2 separate regions of the Mus musculus genome follow, and region 1 is linked to region 2. Evidence: chromatin contacts called from public Hi-C data. All regions are on one chromosome and are shown on one strand. The core of a region is the stretch at or near the end of the contact, and the rest is flanking DNA. Distances in the headings are between cores, read along the strand shown. Region 1 overlaps Pclo (piccolo (presynaptic cytomatrix protein)). Region 2 holds the start of Pclo (piccolo (presynaptic cytomatrix protein)).

What was found. Hi-C and Micro-C count contacts between places; a contact is called where the count stands out from the background.
Region 1: a contact with region 2 is called in a Hi-C map of cerebellar granule neurons, with 2.1 times the contacts expected there. The contact joins the enhancer-like site here to the promoter of Pclo in region 2. A contact is called at or near these places in 2 of 39 promoter capture datasets (hippocampal neurons and second pharyngeal arch cranial neural crest), 3 of 484 Hi-C or Micro-C datasets (brain, cerebellar granule neurons and nephron progenitors) and 2 of 115 datasets of contacts at active chromatin or transcription factors (forebrain and stem cell-derived neural progenitor cells).

The regions. Positions count from the first base shown.
Region 1 is chr5:14,747,103-14,754,254 of GRCm38.p6, reverse strand. It overlaps Pclo (piccolo (presynaptic cytomatrix protein)), which reads right to left. Exons shown (of 25, transcript NM_011995.4): 10 at 3,651-3,776. Among named protein-coding and RNA genes, the nearest start is that of Gm52805, 160 kb to the left of the region's middle. Within about 2 kb of position 3,429, at least 2 of the 459 cell types and tissues checked have an H3K27ac peak or open chromatin away from gene starts, as enhancers often do. A contact at or near this core is called in cerebellar granule neurons, where this site is marked.
Region 2 is chr5:14,510,229-14,517,551 of GRCm38.p6, reverse strand. Pclo (piccolo (presynaptic cytomatrix protein)) reads right to left here and starts at 2,634. Exons shown (of 25, transcript NM_011995.4): 1 at 2,092-2,634. The coding sequence starts at 2,330.

The sequences.
Region 1 (7,152 bases), core at 2,180-4,679, 240 kb before region 2:
GACCATATATTAATGATACCATAAATATTCATGGTTTGCATTGATGGCAGATTATAGCTACAGCCATTGATGTGTTTCTCACAACCCTGTAGAGTCACATTTTAAGTATCTAATTTATAATGAAAATGAATTATAATTCTTTACCTTTTCAGAAATTGGTTGAGCCCTTGCTTTATTAGCACTATGCTAGACACTGAAGACTCAGAAGGAAAAAATAAACTAAAGCAATAACCCCTCCGTCGAAGAAACAAAACAAAACAAAACCAAAACAAAAACAAAAAAAAACCCCAAAACCAACAAACAAAAAATCACTACCATGTCAAGAAAGGTTTGTCCTCAGAGTGGGCCAGGCTTTTATCAGCTTAGCAAATAAACTCGTGATTCTATTGGAATATTAATAACTATGTTGTGAATGTCTGACGTTTGGAAAGGGATGGAGTATCAGTTTGGTAAGAGATAAAATATTATTTTGTAAAGACTCAAGTGTGCTGTGAATTAACATTTTCTGAAGTTGGAATGCTATTGACGAAGCTTCCTCCCATAAAATTGTCTTGATAAAGTTGTTTTTGTTTGTTTGTTTGTTTGTTTTTTGTTTTTTGTTTTTTAGTCAATGAATGATTCCTAATGATACTCTGCTATACCTGTAGACTGGAGCTGAGCATAATTGATATCAGAGAGGTTTCATCCGGCAACTGATTGGAACAGAAGAGACCCACAGCCAAACATTAGGAAGATTTGGGGAATCCCATAAAATAAGAGGAGGAAGGATTATAGGAACCAGAGGGGCAAGGACACCGTGAGAACTGGCTCACAGAATCAACCAACAAGGGCTCCTAGAGGCTCACACAGACTGAAGTGACAATCAGGGAGCCTGCATAGGCCTGAGTGAGGGCCTCTGCATATATGCTATGGCTGTGTAGCTTGATGGTTCTGTGGGAGTGAGCGTTGTCTATGACTGTTGTCTGCTTTTGGGACCCTTTTCCTCCTGCTGGGAGCCTTGATGTGGGGGTTTGTGCCCAGTCTTATTGCATCTTGTGATGCCATGTTTGGTAGAAATCAGTAGAACTGCTCTTTTCTGAAGTGAAATGGAATAGCAGTGGATGTGAGGGAGAGAAGAAGTGTGTGTCTGTCTGTCTGTCTGTATATGTGTGTCTGTGTGTATAATGGGAGGAAGGGAACTATCTTTGGGATGTAATATATGAAAGAATTTTTAAAAAGTGATGTTGATACTATAACATGAAAAGATTTATGATCATTGATCTTGGTATAAAGATCTTAACTGATAGTGGCAAGTTATAAATAAATGGCAACATATGCTAATGTATATATACATTATTGTATATATTACAAATTATTCAAAGAAAATGAGAAAAATACACTAGTTAAAACTCCAATCTCAGTGACCATTCAGAAACATAATATTTTCCTGTTTTTAAATAAAACTGAAGACTTTGTTTTACAAGTGATTTCAAGAGAAGATTGAATCAAGTGTTTGAAAACAAATGGCCACAATAATAGCTTAAGGCAAACACACTGGCAGTTCCTTTGCTTTTCAAAAACCAACAAATCCTTGAAATTGGCATTAATTTATGAGAACTAAAAAAATCTATGTGTCTTGTGATATGCTGTGAATGTACAATGAAGAGAATCGAACAACTAGAGGAAACCTGGAAATAGTTTGGTTACTCAAGAGTCAACAAGGAGTGAGCCATTACCAATGGGTGGTGTAGACATCACCAAAGAGTGCTCTGCTATTCCTGAAACCCAGAGGACAGATGGACAAGCACTGGACATTAGACCCCGGCAGAGCTTGCTGAATAAGGACTTTGCAGTTAAAGGAAATAAAAACAGTCTAAAAATATATTGTGAATAAATTGCCACTCATATCACACCTGAAAGATAATGTCAATTCTATAAGAGCTCACACTGTATATTTGGATCCTCAGAAATAAAAAGATGAATGATTTCATTTTTTTGGAACACATTAGCCATAGAAATTCTATAGATATACATATATAGTCAAAATAAGTTATCTACTTACTACATATTGACCCAACTATTTATAGTTTCTGTAGAACATAAGAAAATAATTTTAAAAAAACTGTAAAGAATTACCCTTAACATCTTGAATAAATGGAATTCAAAACTGAAATAAAATATTTTTTTAAATGAAATAAGAACAGAATCTCTAGTGCTATGATATTGGGGTGATGCTTTATACTAAGAATAAAAACCAAAGTTGCTCCATATACAATCTACAACATTTATGACGTGACATACTCCTGAAATTTATGCTAAAGTACAAGACAGAGTGTATAAAATAGACATATGGGCACATAGCAACAGATAAACCAAACAACACAACAAACAAACAAACAAATAAGATTCTAAAGCAAATAAAGTGGGGTGGGGACTGAATTTGCAGCATTTGTCTTTTCACATTAAATAATCCTAACACGACCAACTGAAAGGCCTGTTGAGAAGTCTCTGATTTGAAGCTGGGATGGGATGTACACAGTTTGCTTCAACAAAGCCAGACCAATGGCGTAAGCACAATCTTTGATGAATAAATATTGTCTGTAATCTGTATATATTCTATAATAATAATTTATCAAAATGCTCAAGGTCTTTGTGTGTTCCATATATTTTACTTAAAATGACAATGAATAAATTTTATAATAGTTAAAGATTGCAAGCCACACATGCAAAATTTAAAGCAATAAGTGAAAACAAAACACTTTCCAAATAAATATTTTATATAGAATAAAAGAGAAAAGTTATAAATATTTTTGGCAAACAATGTATACTCTAAGCAAGATAATATATAGCTCTTGTATATTGCATTTATGTTATAGAATTTATAGATAGAATGTTCACATTATTCCATAAAAACATGAAAATTATCATAATATATTTTGAGAATCCATCCATAAATTTATTGTGTAAAGATGATGAAATACATGTTTGGCACACTGTAAGACCTAGAAAGGTCATTATTTTAAGATGTCCTCAGTGAGGTGAGTAGTGTCTGAAGTAAACAGAACCACATACAGGTGTTGGGAAACTTCTGAAGTGAAGTGGATATTTGGATGTTACTGACCCTGGGGCTGTGTCCCTGCTCTTCCATCAGGAGGGCAGCCATGGTCCTGTCTAAGTTAGCAGACCTGGCTGTGTTCCCAGACACATGGTTGACAGGAGCAGATGGCAGATGGAGTTGGCTTGGGAGCCATCTGTAGCTAGTTACCTGACCTCAACTTCTCTGGAGTCATGTTTTCAATTTTCATAGCTGCTATCAGCATGTTTTCTCTTTTTTAAAAAATAAAATATTAAACTAGATTAATAAAGTACTTTTTAATTATACATCAAAAAATAAAAAAACCTTGACTAACTGAGTTTAAAAAAAAAAAAAAACAACTATCCCAACTGCCAAAAGAACAATGCAAATGAAGGCACACTCTTACTGATGGATACATTTTCTATTATATCGTAATACTTGGTAACATTGCAATGTCAAAATTTTACCATCATTAATTACAAAATTTTCTGATACAAAATGTAAACAAATTTGCACTTTAATTCACATGCAAAGGAAAACATATACAATATGAATACATTTCATTGAATTTTGCTATGACATTTTTAATATTTACCTTCTATAAGTTTCCCTGAGTGTTCTGCACTTCCACCAGGAAGAATCTTAGCAATATAGGCTCCAATTTCTCCACTATGTCCAGGAATTTCTTTACCACCAACAATTCTAATTCCTAGCCCATTACCTGCATTGAAAATTAGCAAAATGTTAGTAATAATTCAAGAAAGAAACTCTTATCATAAAGAGGTTACACAAAATGGGGATAAGATAACCAGAGGCCAAGGAAAACACTGAGAGTAGAAACTGACATCAATCACAAAATTACTTTTTTCTGATTCGAAAATATACAATAAGTTAAAAAGTTATTGGGGCTTACATATAATCTACAGGGATTAGATTATCATTATATGCTTTCTCAAAGTTAGTCATATTTATTCAAAGAATAAATGCCCTCAAATTCAATCAGATTTTTTTATCTTTTTTTCTTATTTTTTCTTATTTTCTTTATTTACATTTCAAATTCTATCCCAAAAGTCCCCTATACCCTCCCACCGCCCTGATCCCCTACCCACCCACTCCCACTTCTTGGCCCTGGCTTTCCCCTGTACTGGGACCTATAAAGTTTGCTAGACCAAGGGCCTCTCTTCCCAATGATGGCCAACTAGGCCATCTTCTGCTACAAATGCAGCTAGAGACATGAGCTCTGGGGGCTCTGATTAGTGCATATTGTTGTTCCACCTATAGGGTTGCAGACCCCTTCAACTCTTGGGTACTTTCTCTAGCTCCTACATTGGGGGCTCTGTGCTCCATCTTATAGATGACTGTGAGCATCCACTTCTGTATTTGCCAGTCACGGCAAAGCCTCACAGAAGACAGCTATATCAGGGTCCTTTCAGCAAAATCTTGCTAACAAATGCAATAGTGTCTACATTTGGTGGCTGATTATGGGATGGACCCCCGGGTGGGGTAGTCTCCGGTTGGTCCATCCTTTTGTCTTAGCTTCAAACTTTGTCTCTGCAACTCCTTCCATGGATATTTTATTCCCTATTCTAGGGAGAAATCAAGTATTCACGAGTTGGTCTTCCTTTTCGATTTTCTTGTGTTTTGGAAGTGGTATCTTGGGTATACTAGGTTTCTGGGCTAATATCCACTTATCAGTGAGTGCATATCAAGTGACTTCTTTTGTGATTGGGTTACCTTACTTAGGATGATACCCTCCAGATACATCAATTTGACCAAGAATTTCATAAATTTTTAATAGCTGAGTAGTACTCCATTGTGTAAATATACCACATTTTCTGTATCCATTCCTCTGTTGAGGGGCATCTGGGTTCTTTCCAGCTTCTGGCTGTTATAAATAGGGCTGCTATAAACATAGTGGAACATGTGTCCTTCTTACCCGTTGGAACATCTTCTGGATATATGCCCAGAAGAGGTATTGCAGGATCTTTCGGTAGTACTATGTCCAATTTTCTGAGGAACTGCCAGACTGATTTCCAGAGTGGTTGTACAAGCTTGCAATCCCACCAACAATGGAGGAGTGTTCCTCTTTCTCCACTTCCTTGCTAGAATCTGCTGTCCCTTGAATTTTTGATCCTAGCCATTCTGACTGGTATGAGGTAGAATCTCAGGGTTGTTTTGGTTTGCATTTCCCTGATGATTAAGGGTGTTGAACATTTTTTCAAGTGCTTCTTAGCCCTTCAGTATTCCTCATTGAGAATTCTTTGTTTAGCTCTGTACCCTATTTTTTAATGGGGTTATTTGAATTTCTGAAGTTCAGCTTCTTGAGCTCTTTGTATATATTGGCTATTAGTCCTATATCAGATTTAGGATTGGTAAAAATTCTTTCCCAATCTGTTGGTGGCCTTTTTGTCTTATTGACAGTATCTTTTGCCCTACAGAAGCTTTGCAATTTTATGAGGTCCCATTTGTCGATTCTTGATCTCACAGCACAGGCCATTGCTGCTCTGTTTAGCATTTTTCCCCTGTGCTCATATCTTTGAGGGTTTTCCCCACTTTCTCCTCTATAAATTTCAGTGTCTCTGGTTTTATGTGGAGTTCTTTGATCCACTTAAACTTGAGGTTTGTACAAGGAGATAAGAATGGATCAATTCCCATTCTTCTACATGATAAACCCTTAGCCAGACTCACTAGAGGGCACAGGGACAGTATCCTAATTAACAAAATCAGAAATGAAAAAAGAGACATAACAACAGACCTGAGGAAATCCAAAACATCTTCATATCCTACTACAAAAGGCTATACTCAACAAAACTGGAAAACCTGTATGAAATGGACAAATTCCTAGACAGATACCAGGTACCAAAGTTAAATCAGGATCAGATTAACGATCTTAACAGTGCCATTTCCCCTAAAGAAATAGAAGCAGTCATTAATAATCTCCCAACCAAAAAAGCCCAGGACCAGATGGGTTTAGTGCAGAGTTCTATCAGACCTTCAAAGAAGACCTAATTCCAACTCTCCCCAAACTATTCCACAACATAGAAACGGAAGGTACTCTACCCATTTCATTCTATGAAGCCACAATTACTCTGATACCTAAACCACACAAAGATCCAACAAAGAAAGAGAACTTCAGACCAATTTTCCTTATGAATATCGATGCAAAATTACTCAATAAAATCCTTGCTAACCGAATCCAAGAACACATCAAAACAATCATCCATCATGACCAAGTAGGCTTCATCCCAGGGATGCAGGGATGGTTTAATATATGGAAATCTATCAACGTAATCCACTATATAAACAAACTCAAAGACAAAAACCACATGATCATCTCATTAGATGCTGAGAAAGCATTTGACAAAATCCAACACCCATTCATGATAAAAATCATAGAAAGATCAGGAATTCAAGGCCCATACCTAAACATAATAAAAGCAATATACAGCAAACCAGTAGCCAACATCAAAGTAAACGGAGAGAAGCTGGAAGCATTCCCACTAAAATCAGGGACTAGGCAAGTCTGCTCACTTTCTCCCTACCTCTCCAATATAGTACTTGAAGTCCTAGCCAGAGCAATTCGACAACAAAAGGAGATCAATGGGATACAAATTGGAAAGGAAGAAGTCAAAATATCACTATTTGCAGATGATATGATAGTATATATAAGTGACACTAAAAATTTCACCAGAGAACCTGTAAACCTGATAAACAGCTTCAGCTCAGTAGCTGGATATAAAATTAAACAAATCAGTGGCCTTTCTCTACACAAAGGATAAACAAGATAAGAAAGAAATTAGGGAAGCAACACCCTTCACAATATTCACAAATAATATAAAATACCTTGCTGTGACTCTAACTGAGGAAGTGAAAGATCTGTATGACAAGAACTTCAAGTCTCTGAAGAAAGAAATTGAAGAAGATCTCAGAAGACGGAAAGATCTCTCATGCTTATGGATTGGCAGGATTGATACAGTAAAAATGGCTATCTTCCTGAAAGCAATCTACAGTTTCAATGCAATCCCCATCAAAATTCCAACTCAATTCTTCACTGAGTTAGAAAGGACAATTTGCAAATTCATCTGGAATAACAACAA
Region 2 (7,323 bases), core at 1,385-3,884:
GTGAACTTCTGGGTTATCCTCAAAATGACTTCCTGAAATAGGTAAGACGGGTCTTATTATATTCCTTAGAGGCAAGGAACCTGAGACACACATGGGTTGAAAAATGCATATTAATTTGCTGTGAGTCACATAAAATCCATGTAAGAATCTGAGTCTTGAGACTGAAAATTCTTACTTCTCAAAAATAAAGCAGAATAAATAAATGCACATCTTTTAAGTTCTTAAAATTTGAAATAATTTGGACCTTCTAGATACACATATATTTAATGACAATGATCCTGAAAGCCTAAGCGACAGGTCAAGTGACTCATTATCATACAGATGCATATTTTCCCAAAAATGGCTTTTATAGAAATATTTCAGCAAAACAAAAATGTGTTACAAAAATCAGAAATTCTTCATGCATATCTTTTGCAAACCATAACCAGTTGCAATTTAGGGCACAGATTGCCTAGTAATAGCCATCCCAAAGTGTCCAGTTGGTAATGGGAAACTCTGGAAGTATTCTGCAGTGCACATACAACCTAAGCAACACATATAGGTGGAATTGTTTCCTCAGCATCTGTTGTGCAGAAGCAAGATAGAAATGCAAACACAAATCTCACTGGCATTTGTATCCATGCCAGACCTGTTGCATGAGCCCCTCTGGAAAAATGATAAATCTGACTAATAAAATCTCTACTCCTCGTTATTATCCCAAAATGACAGACTAAATGCACGCTACCGTTTTTTTCCAAAGTCAGGATTCCAGCAAGTGGAGAAACCCAGCTCACCTTGTAAATAAAGAAAAAGGCCAAAACCACAGTTTTAAACAATAAGTACATTTCAAATTCGGGGGCTAATTTGTACGCTAGTGTTTTCTTTCATATTAAACAGGGGTTTTTACCTGACAGAGTCCCAACATTTCAGATAATACTTGAAAACAAAATCACTGTCCTTCAGAAATTGAGACTGCTCCTATACTAAGTTCATTATGATATCTGGCAAAACTGCGCACTTATATTTGCATTCTGGCAGCTTAGTTGAATTTTTTTTTCAAGTTTATGAAGTAGATCATTCTACACCTTTCAGTATCTCAAGTCAAGATTGTGGAAGTCCTGTCAGTTGGTTCAAAGGATGTTTCAGGACCATGGATAGACAGATATTTTTTCTGCAGAAGGATGTAAAGTTAAAGTATTTGTTTACAATAACAGAGGTGGAGAAAACAAGATTATACCCTGGGTCCTCTAATTAGAAAACAACTTATTCATTAGGAAAAGGGAAAATAAAAAGCTAGAGAGCAAATTAATATGTTAATACTAAAGATTAGTTTTATAATTGTCCTTTATTTATTTTGTTTTTAACTGAGTACTGAAACCTAAGCTTAAGGTAATACAAATTCGCATGTTCTATAAACGGAAAGTCATTTTTTGCATTATAAAAGAGCAATGGTTTTTAAACTAGCATATGCTAATTCAGAAATACATGTACAGCACCTGCTCTGCTGTGACCGAACCATCTGTTTAATGTTACAAAATATCTTAGGGCCTTCACTGAATATAAAAGGTATATTTAGTCTATGCTTTTCACCTAGGCAGCTCATGTTCTCTAGGGACAGGTTGGGCAGGAAGGACCAGTCCCCTCCAGTGGGCTAAGGGTATTGTTATAAGAATATTTACACATCATTCTCAGAGAAAAAAGACCTCAGAACACTACAGAGGTTTAAGCGTACAGGTAAACAAGCAACCCAGCTCTATCCATTTTTTAAACATCTGTGTTGTATTAATGGAAGATTTCCAGATTAGTAAAAACACCGTAGGGCGTCTCTCCACACCAACCTAGTGGAAAAGGTTGCAAAAGGCCAAGGGGAGGGGAATCACAACCTAAAATCACAATTCCAAGAATGCAACCCATGACTATCCCACCAGAAACTCTACACTGCATCGTTTTTATTCCGCCCATCCAAAAGCTTATGATCGCCTTATCGCCACCCCATTAGGGAGAATAAAATGAAGGGAGGCGACATATATGTACCACCGTGCGGGCACATACACGTACGTGCACGGGAAGCGGTATATATATGCTTGGACCTCTCCATCATGCTGTGCGTGCCTGTGCATGGAGGGCGACTCCGCAGCGGCCGCGGGGACGCTTCCCTTGGGCAGCCCCTGCGCCCTTGACATGACAGCAGCGATCTGTCTCCTCTCCTCCTCGCTCAGCTGGCTCAGGTCCGCCTCCATGCCGGCTGGGATCCCCGGGTGCAGGGCGCTCCCGGAGCCGCCAGCCCCGCCTGCGGCCGCCGCCAACCCTTCGGGGAGCCCTTCCCCTTCCAAGCTCGCCTCGTTGCCCATGGCTCGGCGGGACACGTCCCGGTGCAGAAGCCCGCGGCCGTCCGAGCCCCGCCAGCCGGGGTCCGCCCCGGGGCGTGCAGGCTGCCCAGCCCTGGGGGCTCCGCGCCCTCCCGGCTGCCTGGGGAAGTGGGGCGAGCTCAGACCAGTCCGCAGGCTGTGCCGGCGCCGGGCAGCTCCTCCATGTTGGACAGCGCCAGGGAAGCTTCTCACGCCCTGTCTCCCGGTTGCCTCCTCAGCGCCGGAGCAGCCCAGAAGCAGCGGAGCTCGGCCAGCCCCGCGCCGACGGCCCCGCCCCGCGCCCCGCCCCCTCGCCGCGCCGGTACTGCGCGTGCGCCGCCCCGAACAGGTGATGTCCGCCACGCCTACCCGCCCTGCGTCGCATCGCGCGTAGACGCCTAGACACCGACTTAAAGGCACCAGATGATGCCATGCTAAAAGGCCCGGCGAACTGCGGACACTTCCTTCAGGCATATAGCAGGATGCCTCAACCTGAGTTTTCGCGAGCTCAATTTAGGGGGAAAAGAGCGGAAGGGGTTATGTCTGCAGCTCTGCCTCTTGGGATTTGTAGTTTCTTTTTCTTCCCCCCGCCCCCCTTCACCTCCGAATCCTCCCAAGGGACTGTGAAAGGATTTATAAAATTTCCTAAGAAAGATTCTGGTAACTAAAGATGAGGGAGAAAGAATCCGTCTAGTTTTTAAAGAAAATTTCCCAATATGAGATGAAATGGCCTTTATCTTAGAGAGCTTTACCAGAACAATTAGGTTGACTTTTTCAAAGTGATACATTAGTAAATTGGGAAAATTTTTTGAATGCTTGCACCTTGCGCTGTTTCCTCAACTACACCAATGGAAAGAATTATGGGAAATTGCTCGCCAAGGGAACAACAAATTTTGAAGTCTGTTGCTTTTATGTAAAACTTCTAAGTCATGGTTTCAAGTCTTGTCCATCCATTTTATTATTTCTAATTTAACAAATGTAAAAAGAGAAAAATCTCAGTAGATAAATCTCGTTAATCACACAGCTGCTTAACAACAAAGCTGTCTATATTTTCAGCACCCCACCACCATACTTCTTACTTCTATTCTAGAGTAATTATTCCAATTATTGCTGAGTCTGAAACTCAAAATTTGCTATGTAATGTTTTCTTATAAAGTGTTAAGTCTCAACTTTTAAGCTTAAAGAGATCAAAAGCTAAGAATAAGAAACTGAACTAATACACAGATATGAACATGATCTCACAAGATACATTTCCAAGTTTTGACAAAATTCTTATCTATGAAGTAGGTTCAAACCTTCTACTTTTAAAATAGAAAATTGGCACAGTTACAAAACAATCTGTGTCTAACATTACTAGAGTTAATGACAGCTACTCAACAGAGGAAATTGCATTATTTGTTATGTCACTGGAAACTGATTGACTTTTTGATTCTTTCATAATATATTAGGGATGTGACTTCCAAAGTCAGAGCTTCAAGTCATTCATTAAGATAAAGAGAATGTTTTCACAAACAAATTAAGCCCAAACAATCAGACTTTCTGATAGTCCTACAGGCAAATAGAATATGTGAATATTTTAAAAGGGGAGTTTACTTCAAAAAAGGACATAATTAGGCAAAAATCCTGCATCTTGTAGTATTTCTCTTTCAGAACCAGCAATTGCATGGACATCGCATGGAAATCAGTATCATCTGTAAACGAGTAGGGAAAAGGAAGATTCATATGTTAACTGTTTCTCGTCCTTTGAGAGAATAAAATAATATTTTATGTATGCACATCTGCAAACCACAACCTTCAAGCTGTAGCTTTAGAGTAATGATTGAGGGGAGAAAACAGCATATTAATTTTTATATACTTCTGTAGGTGGAAAGGAACCCGGGAAGTCATAAGAACAAAATCAGATGATGATGTAAGGAAATTAGTAACTAATAGGAATAATATATGGCCCATTTTGGAAAAGTGTAAATTTCCTTTCTTCTTTACACTCTTCCCCTTGAAGAAAATGCCAGCAGACTATGAAAAATGAGTTGTGGAAAATAAATGGACTATTAAATGAGAACTTAGCAATGAGGACATGTTTGGAGTGCTGACTTTCAAAATTGGCTTTGTCATCAAGACCTTACAAACTCTAGGTTTTCCTTTTCAATTGTCTAGCTAGTTTGTTAGTTCTTAGGAAGTGAGTTGTTGAAGTTGTTTTTGAGACAGGGTCTTGTGTAGCCCAAACTGACCTCGGAATGGTGGCATAGCAAAGAGTAACTTCCTCCTGTGGTGCTTGGGTTATTAAATCTGGATCTTCATGCCTACTAGCACTCTACCAACTTGATGTGAACAGAAACTCTAACCCATAGTCAAGTGCTTTCCTTACATGTGTGTAAATATCGCTTTTATTTCCTCGGATGATAGCTGTAACTAATTAGTGTGCATACATAGCTTGGGCTGGCCTCAGAGCATTTCTTTTCCTGTTTTAACTATCCCTAAACCCAGGCCTGGAAGATTCTAGACTCTATACAATAAAATCTTATGTAAACCTGAATCCTGCGGGCTTCTGCTTCCAGCCTTTGTCTGCTAACCTGGGTCTAGTCCTGGAAGCTTCTGGCCTCTATACAATCTAACCTAGACCTAGAATGAACCTCTGAGACCTAGTGTGGAGTAAGCGCATCCTTTCTGGCTCTTCCAGAACTCTTGCTGGTTGGATTAACTCAGCTGTTCTGGTCCAAGCTCATCTCCAAGCTGATGGATTTAAACTGGCTTCCTCTTGGCTTCTCACTGAATTACTCTGCTTAGCCTTGTAACTTTGGCAATATGTTCTTATCTTCTCACTGAAGTATGTCTGCATTCCATCTAGATCATATACATGTAGAAGGTTTTTGGATGTGATCCCTTGCCAGAGCAACCATGTTACTAGATTAAAATGTCTCTACATGTTTGAATTATCCAAAATCTGAGGTGCAACTCAGGCTTCTAATGGGCAGAATTAAAGTGGTGTAGAATGTAATGGAAGTTTTTATTTGGGGGAGGGATTTATCAATTTAAAATGGAAATTGCTGTCACACTAATGACTTTTAAATAAATTTATATTTGACTGAAGATAGTTTCATTCTAATTCATTCAGCCTGATCAGGACACAAGTCAATTTGTGAAATACTCTACGGATGCATACCATATAACCACATAACTTCCTAGCTTTAGAGAATGAAATTTTTTCATTTACTTCTTATCTCATTTTCATAGATTCTAATGTGGTATATAATAATAGTTAGCAACTAAAAATGACTGGAAATATCTTGGACGGCAGTTATTCCAGTTTGTCCATGTTCTTGTAGTTATTCCTCATGCTAAGACTTTTTTTGAAAATCAACACGTCTGTATGAAATACCTGAACTAAAGACTTTGAAAGAATTGAAATTACAGTAGCTTGCAGTTTTATGAGGGAAAGCTGAGGAGAGTTTAGGGGAGGAGGGGCAGATAATGAAGAGCAGGTGAGGAGAACAGGTAGATGCACTTGTGTATGGTAAGATGCACTAAAGATGGTAAGCGGGGTATGCCGGATTGATGACCTGTTGGTCGTAAATGAGTCACAACCATGAAGTCATAAAATCCAAAGCCCTTCCCAGTGAGACTTCCAAATGGCTATCCAAAAGTAAATGAGATTTTTTTCCACCTTTACAAGGACCAAATGTAACCAACTGTCTACCAAAAACCTAAGTGGGAGTATTATGTAATTACAAGTTTGTTCCAGAAGCTTTGTCTTCTCCATGTCCTAATCTCTCAAAGTTCTAAAGCAAGGTGTCAAGATTACAGGACGAAAAGTACAGTTCGTAAAGTTTAGGGTCACAGATAAGGTTACTGAGGCCTCTTAAGCCCCATGACTGAGCGGATCCCTCTGCTCATTATTGTTTCATCAGTGGAACTGATCAACACAGCATCACAAAAGGATCATGATGATGGTGCCATTGATGATGATAATGTTAATTTTAATAGTGATGAGATATTAATATGAAAAAGTGCTATCTAAGTCACATGGTTTTGTGGTTTCTGTTAAATTATATGACTGATTCTTTCAGATTTCACATGCTCTAGTTATACACAATTATCCAAAATTCCCTTTTTTTACTGTGTTCTGTAAGTTTTCTGTTTATTGTATTTATGATTACTTTTAATGTGAAACTGAGATTGAGTTATTTGTTCAAATCTTCCAGATCTACTCTCCTAAACTATAAAGTAGAAAAGTCCAATTAGCTTGAATATTTACATGCATATTTGATGAAAAGCCACAATAAGAATATGTTTTATTCTAATAATAACCAAGTACAAAGTTATATTAAACTATGCAAAACTTACTCAAGACAAGTTTTCTGAGGGATACTTATACATACATCTTAGAAACTGCTCAAGGAAGAGAATGACAGTATCAAAATCATTTGCATGACAGCTGTCTAGATGAAAGGTGTACAGATCCCTGGAGAAAATTTGGGGTCAGAGGTTTAAAAATACTTGTGAGAAATTACAAACATAATATAAACTATTATATGTTGTGTAAAAGTCCTTTTGATATAAATCAATTGAGGCCAATTACTAGTCAATTACTATTTAAGCCCTATAGGAGCTGAGATAACACCATCTAGGGGAGGCCTCATGTTAATAAGGCTCATAATGTGTGAAACGTCAGATATTTTGACTTTTATAGCTTTACTTGAATTTCTCTGAAGAATAAACAGGTGACAATTTGAACTGGGGATTGGTGTGGATTGTAGATCAACTTAGGCAGATCAACATGGGGAAAAGGGAACTTAGTGCTACATGTTTTTGAAAGGAGAAATGCCATCGGTGCGACAAGCAGTGACTGTGTGGAGTTTTATAGGACCTGACTTGTCAATGGTGCTTCAAGACAATTTCTATTGAATGTACAATGTACAATCCAACGTCAGCTCCCATAGATATGCAAATAGTTTTTATATTACTAAAATATTTGTGGAACTATGATAGTTAATTTTGT